2 separate regions of the Mus musculus genome follow, and region 2 is linked to region 1. A link is a contact called in public HiChIP or PLAC-seq data. All regions are on one chromosome and are shown on one strand. The core of a region is the stretch at or near the end of the contact, and the rest is flanking DNA. Distances in the headings are between cores, read along the strand shown. Region 1 holds the start of Serinc3 (serine incorporator 3). Region 2 holds the start of Sdc4 (syndecan 4).

The links. HiChIP or PLAC-seq counts read pairs in DNA pulled down with a chosen protein or histone mark.
Region 2: an H3K27ac HiChIP or PLAC-seq map of extraembryonic endoderm stem cells shows a contact between it and region 1, with 4 times the contacts expected there. The contact joins the promoter of Sdc4 here to the promoter of Serinc3 in region 1. A contact is called at or near these places in 3 of 39 promoter capture datasets (the C10 cell line and pre-B cells) and 1 of 115 datasets of contacts at active chromatin or transcription factors (extraembryonic endoderm stem cells).

Annotation. Positions count from the first base shown.
Region 1 is chr2:163,643,303-163,646,549 of GRCm38.p6, forward strand. Serinc3 (serine incorporator 3) reads right to left here and starts at 1,841. Exons shown (of 10, transcript NM_012032.4): 1 at 1,696-1,841. The coding sequence starts at 1,734. 0610039K10Rik (RIKEN cDNA 0610039K10 gene) reads left to right here and starts at 1,548. Exons shown (of 1, transcript NR_028113.1): 1 at 1,548-2,498.
Region 2 is chr2:164,441,794-164,445,329 of GRCm38.p6, forward strand. Sdc4 (syndecan 4) reads right to left here and starts at 1,395. Exons shown (of 5, transcript NM_011521.2): 1 at 1,297-1,395. The coding sequence starts at 1,371.

The DNA of each region.
Region 1 (3,247 bases), core at 591-3,090:
TCAGGAAAAAAAAAAAAAAAAAAAAAGCCAGGAAAGTGGCATACTTCTGTAACCGCAGCACTCAGGAGGCTGAGGCAGAAGGATCTGCAGTTCTAGACAGGCTGAGCTAACAGAGTGAAATCCTGCCCCCACCCCCACCCCGCCGCCCCAAGTAATAATAATGTGAAGCATTTTACTAAGACATGCCAGTAGTGGGGACTCACATCTGTAGTTTCGGCACTAGGCTGAGGTAGGAGGATTGCTAAAAGTTCAAGGCCAACCTGGGCTACAACGTAAAACCATATTTCAAAAAAAGTAAAGGCCAAACTTCTTTGCCAGGAGTAACACCTTCCTACAATCCCAATAAGGAGAACTGTGAATGAAAGGCCAGCATGGGATACTCAGGGAGATCTGGTGACCTATCTCAATAAGGCAAAAATTAAACACGTACAAAAGTCCTTTGAAATCTTTAATCCAGACTGGACTGGAGGTGTAGCTGGAGGAGCTCTCAGAGATAAGCTTTGGACAAACAAGGTCCTGGGTGCAATCTTAAACACCCAGAATGACCAAAGAGATTGCCTAAAAAATAAAGGCATACAGTGGGTATCTGCATGATTTGGCTCCCTGATATTCTGTCCCCCTTTTTTGGCGTGGGATGGGAGATGGGGGTGGATAGTGGCAATTGGAGACTAAACCCACAGCCTCTAAAAACCTACCCATAAACTGTAATTTGCACCTCCCTGTTTTGAGACAGGGTCTCAAAACAAATAACAAATGATCTGCCATGGCCCTCCACAGCCTTTAATTTCGTACTCTTCTCTCATTCCACTCTGGTATCCTAACCCCCTACTGGGTAAAAACTGAATTAACAATATATGCAAGGAGTTTCTAGATATGAACACCTGGATAGGATATTTTCAAATTATGGTTTTAAACCAGGAGGAGAAAAATATACAAGATATCTTCGACATTACTTCTGCCCTGAGACATGCCATTGACATGAGCAGAGCCTGAGTCCTTGGTTCATTACATCAGCTCGGGAAGGAGAAAACAATTAGGCACTGTGGTTCAAGCTACCAAGTTCCTCTGAGGCAGATTTGTTAGATTATTCCTTAGGTTAAAGAGATCCTAAAATTAACTTCTAAAAACGTTTTACCATTGACAAGGGGAATCGGACTAATTTCTTTACTTTATCCTCACAACAGTTCTGGAGGAGAGGAATGCTAGGGTGTTTAATTCGAAAATATTTAGGCCGCGGGGCTTCTAATTAAACGCCTTTTGCTCGCGACCTGCAGCAGGGCTGACTTAAAAGCCCCGCTCCCAACCCCACTCAGTAGCGCTGGCATATGCCGAACTATGAAGAAAAATGACTACAGTGGCCCTAAATTCCCTGACGCCATCCTCTAGCCACTCAGGAACCCGCGCCGTGGAACCTCGGCGTCGCCTGGCCGCGGGAACCCTGGGTCCGGAAGGCTGGCGGGGGCGGGGCGTCGAAATTGTAAACAATGGCGGTCCGGCCTCCCGCGACCCTCCGCCCACAGCGAGAGCCAGCCGAGCCGCCGCACCCCGACTCCGGGACGACGGCTACCGGGCCTGGACCCTGGGCCTGCCCGCTCCTCTCTGTTAGCCTCAGAGAGTGGAGGGTCCGCCTCGGGCGGCCCGACACCCACCCCCTGCGCGCCTCAGGCCCCGGACGGCCGAGGCCTCGGGACTCACCCAGCTGGCGAGGGAGAAGACGCCGAGGACGGCCCCCATGGTGACGCCGGGGCCGAGACCGACCGCTCCGAGCGGATCCTAACTGCTGACTGAGGCGTCGCCTCAGAAACGCGACGGATCCTCAAGCCGGAAACAGGGCCCGCCCTTCGCAGGACGCCCAGTTTACGTCATTGGGTGGCCCCGCCCACGGAGGGGGAGAAGGCGGAGCCTAAGACTGCTGGGGTGGCAGAGGACGTAGAGGGTTCGTGGCATACAACTCCGGGCTCGCTTGGGGCGCTGGTGGTCAGAGGCAACATAAAGGTGCAGAAAGACAGCATGTTCCCTACGAACTGCACTTATCCTCGGAAGAAGCTACATCCGAATTAAATAAAGATCCTACAGACTGTTAAGTCGTGGCTGGGCAGTACTTTGTGATTATTGAGAGATGGAATGTTGGCAAACTCAGAGGCAAACAGGCTATGTTGGGCCATTCAATAATCAGTTAGCATCTGTAATCCCAGAACTAAAGAGGATGAGGCTGGAGGATCAGGAGTTCAAAACTATCCTGTGCTACATAGAGTTTCAGACGAACAAAAAAGCCACTCTTCTTACCCCACACCCTACCGGAAACTTCTCCAGCCTTGTCTCCCCTTCCCCTTTCCCCCTTCCTCTTTTCCCCTGCCCCCCTTTCCCCCTGCCCCCTCCCTCCGCGGGGGTCAGTCTGCTGGCCAGGTTCAGCTCACTACTTTCCCTGTCCTAGACTCTTCCCGATGCCTCTGGCTGTACTCGTTCTCATATCTATAATAAAAATTTTCTCCTCAGCCATACCTTGGAGCAGTCATGTCCTCATTTTGTTGGGAACAAGCAAAAGAAACTTATGCTAAGTACTACCGTTTTCGTTTTCTAAATTCAAGGTCTCAGGCCCTGGGGGAGCTGGGGACTTTACCAACAGCTCAGCAACCTCGGTTGAAAACAATTGTCTGAGTCCAGATATTTCAGGGACAACTTCCCCTCCTTGAAGGCCGGGCCAAACAAGGTCCTGCTCCGAATGCCTACCCCACTTGTCCAAATGTTTTCTTGTCTGTTAACCAGTAAAGAATATAGAAACTACTGTTATCTGAGCCAACATGCATAAGTTATAAAAACCTATAACCATTGCCTGTTATGCACTAATTGACTACATGCAGCTCGCCCACTCCTCTGTTCCCTTATCATTCTAAAATTCCGGGCCAGAGTCCAGAAGACTTGACTCCAAGAGCTGAATTAATGACCTTGAAGCCAGGTGCCCAGGATACAGCCCAGTCTCCAATAGGTACCCATAATATCAAAATACAATTAGATAATACTGAGGCTCCCCACTACCCCCTGCTTTGGGTTCCCATCCCTTAAAAATGTACAGATCCCAGCCAGGCGGTGGTGGTGCACGCCTTTAATCCCAGCACTTGGGAGGCAGGGGCAGGAGGATTTCTGAGTTTGAGGCCAGCCTGGTCTACAGAGTGAGTTCCAGGACAGCCAGGGCTACACTGAGAAACCCTGTCTCGAAAAACCAAAAAAAAAAAAAAAAAAAAAAAAA
Region 2 (3,536 bases), core at 145-2,644, 800 kb after region 1:
AACTTCTGCCTGACTCAGCTGGTTGGTAGCTGTGTGACCTTCAGCAGGTTACTTAACCTCTGCCTGAGGACTAGTTTAAGAATGGTAAACAGGGAGGTTTTCTGAAATTAAACACGCTCGATTCCAAAGCCACCAGGAAGCCATCAGAGCAGAAACCAGCATGCAATGGGTTCCGTACCTAACTGCAATTGTGCTAGAGAGTGCATACACTCTCATCTCGAGCCTCCTGAACATAATCAACTATTCCCTAAATAAGCCCAGAGAAAAGGTGGCTTTCAAAAGAACATTAATGATTAAACTCCAGAGTCTCACTCCCCCTAAAACTTAGACTAACGGTACAAATGGCCCGTGCTCATGGGTCAGACCACCCTCTCCCAGGAACTGTCATGCCCTGTAAATTCCCTTGCCTCCTAAACGCCTGCTAGGACTGAGCTGATCCGGCCCTAGATCCTTGTTGACTCTGATCCTGAAAAGGAAAGGTTTCTTTAGGTTCCCTGGGATCTTTTCTCCTCTAGATCCTTCTCCGCACTCAGGTGGGTGCCTCAATTTCCCCGTGTGCGGTTTCAACCAAAACACTTCCCACAAAACAGTTGAAGCTCAATCTCTAGCCTGGAGCTGATCGGAAAGTTATCCTTTAAGTCCGCTCTGGAAAAATAAGGAACCCTACTTTTTGGACAGCCTAAAGCAGGAAGGGTCACCTCATGATATGTTCTGTAGATAGGTCAGGTGACCTTAGAAGGAGGTGATCTTGCCCCTTAAGTCAGTCGTACCAAGACTGTGGCCAGAACGAAGGCCAGGATTCAGTCTTCTCCATTCCCCAGGGTTTGTGAAACGGGGTCCTCCGCACAGCCCTAAAGTGTTCCAGCTCCCGAATACAAGCTGCCCACCCCGTCCCCAGACCATCTCAGATTCGAGCCTCCTGCTATGGACACCCAGAGGGCCACTCCGCGCGCAGCGCCAGCACTGGGATCACAAAGTAGGGGTGAGGGTGTGGGAGGAGAAAAGTTGACACCAACTTAGTCACGTCCCACCCGGGAGCCCAGAGGCCAGGCTGAGTCCAGAGCTCAGAGCAACAGGCTAGGGGTGCACGGCGCGTGGAAGAGTCTCCGGCAGCCTTCTCGAGACCCAAGAGCAAAGTTTCCTCACAAAGTTTTCCCTGTCTCGGCGTCCAGAGGGGGTTGGGGGGAGGGAGCACAGTTCGCGATGCACCCTACTCCCTCCGGATCCCGGGATTTGAGGGGACAAAGAAGGCACCCCCCAATTCTCCCCCCTCCAAGACATCCTTCAAATACATACCGACTCTCCGGGGACCAAGGGGAAGCCTCCGAGGAGCAGCAGCAGCAGCGGCGCAAGCAGGCAGGCAGGCGCCATGGCTTCAACAGCGCAAACCAGTGGCCCGGAGCGGGCGCGCAGCCCTTCTTATAGGCAGCAGCCCTGCCCCGCCCCCAGTGCTCGCCCGCACCGCCCGGAATTCCCCCGGGAAAGCTTAGGCCTGCGGGGTGCTGCGCTGGGCAAGCTGGAAACCACTGGGGTGGGACCCAACCCGCCCGGGGACCCGCCCACAGCGTGCCTGCCGGCTCCAAACTGACCTCAATCTGTAGCTCCAGGAGCTGCAGCCCATGATAGTTAACCGATCTACTGCGAGGCAGTCTGCCTAAAATCCGAGGATCACTGCTTAGCCCCCAATTTATAGCTGGGGAAACTGAGGCCCATAAACGGGGTAGGATTGACTAGGGGTCTGCTGTTTTTACCAGTCTTCAAAGCGGATGCGCTCCGCTTTGTCAGGGAGTATTCCCCAAGTGGCGCTTGAATTCGGATAGTTTTTGATTAGCAACTCTGAACCGACAACGACGAAATGGTTCAAGTTTTTCCAGGCCTGCTGTCGAAATTATTCCAACCCCAGGGCGCCAGCGCAGAAGCAGCTGGAAAGACAAAGGAACGAGCCTGCCTGTGCACTAAACAGTGTGATTTATCAACTGAAGTGTGAATTGTGTGTAATACTCACGTGTCACGAAATAGTCTTACTCTTTTGACTTGTCCTCTCAATTGACTCTCTTATTTCTCAAGGCGGCTTCTACACCGGATCCAAGAATGTTGCTTCTAACACCATCCTAACAAAGTAGGTAATGGTAAGATTCTTTAGTCCCACCCTCAGCACAGATACTGATGGAATCAATAATCGAAAAACTGAAGGACACACACACACACACACACGTGATAGGGAAGGGCTGTCATCCTGGCATTTGAGATACTGAGGCAAGGGGACAGTCGGAGTTTAAAATGAGCCAGCTGGTGTCAGTGTGAAACCCTGTCTTTAAAAAAGTAGGGGGAGGGGCATGCTAGAACCATCAATCAAAACTTTTGATCTTTGACATACCGATACATTGTTCTAAGGGTACATTTGTGCATACATAATGTGGTTTTGGAATTAGGGCATTTTGGCCTGTCTTAGGATATTCTGAATTCACATACTTTCCAAGGTAAATATGACCCCTCGCCCCTGTTCCTCTTTGAATTGCCTAAACTAACCCTAACTCACTATGTCCCAGCTCAGCACTACCTCCTCCATAAGAATACAGGCAGGGCATACTCTGTCCTGTTCTATTCCTTGGCTTTCCTTATTCTAGCCCTTAATTATTTTCTGAGAATTAAAGTCTCTTGTGGCAGAGAGCTTTGAGAGAAAAACAGTTTTCCAATACTGACCGTGGGTTTATCTTGCCCCAGACTTAACGGTGAGCAATTGTTCTCAATTATTTGAATATACTTCCCTAAAAGTTGGGCACTGAGAAAATAAATGAATCACTCTAACTAGAATAAGAAACTCTTTCTCATAAGCCGGGTGTGGTGACATGTGCCAGTAGATTTCTGAATTCAAGACCAGCCTGGTCTACACAATGAGTCAGGGCTATGTAGAGAGACCCTGTCTCAAAGGAAGGAGGATGACAAGGAGAAATCCTTTCTTATTAGGCATGGTTTTATAGGAGAGGCAGCCAGATCTCTGAGGCTGAGGACAACTTGTTCTATAGTTCAGGTTCCAGGCCAACCAGAGCTATGCAATAAGAGAGAACCTGTCTCAAAAGTAAAGAAATAAGTAAATAAATAATAGAAAGAAAACGTTTCGCAATTCAAATGGTTTCCAGTCTTTCCATGGATTTGGCTAAGTTGGCCCAGGATGGCCTTAAACTCATCCCACCCTACCTCAGTGTCCCAAGTAGCTGGTAAACAAGCCTAGGCCAGGCCAGGTTGGTGTAAACAATCTCAAGAACATAAATAATGAAGATATAGCTTATGTTTTATATTGATGGCTAACATTATGTTGGTGGATAACATTTTGTTGATGGCTGACCTTATGTTATTTCAAAGTTTAAATATTGTTGTGCTTAAGAGAACTATAAAGCAAAACTGGACCTCTGAATGTTAAGGGCCGCTAAGGGTTGTTTCTGTAATTGCCCGGGCTTGTACAACTTTAACAAAAGGGTTGTTTATGCAAGATAATGGCTCACAAGGTCAAGCAGCATTTCTGCTTCTGTAAACAA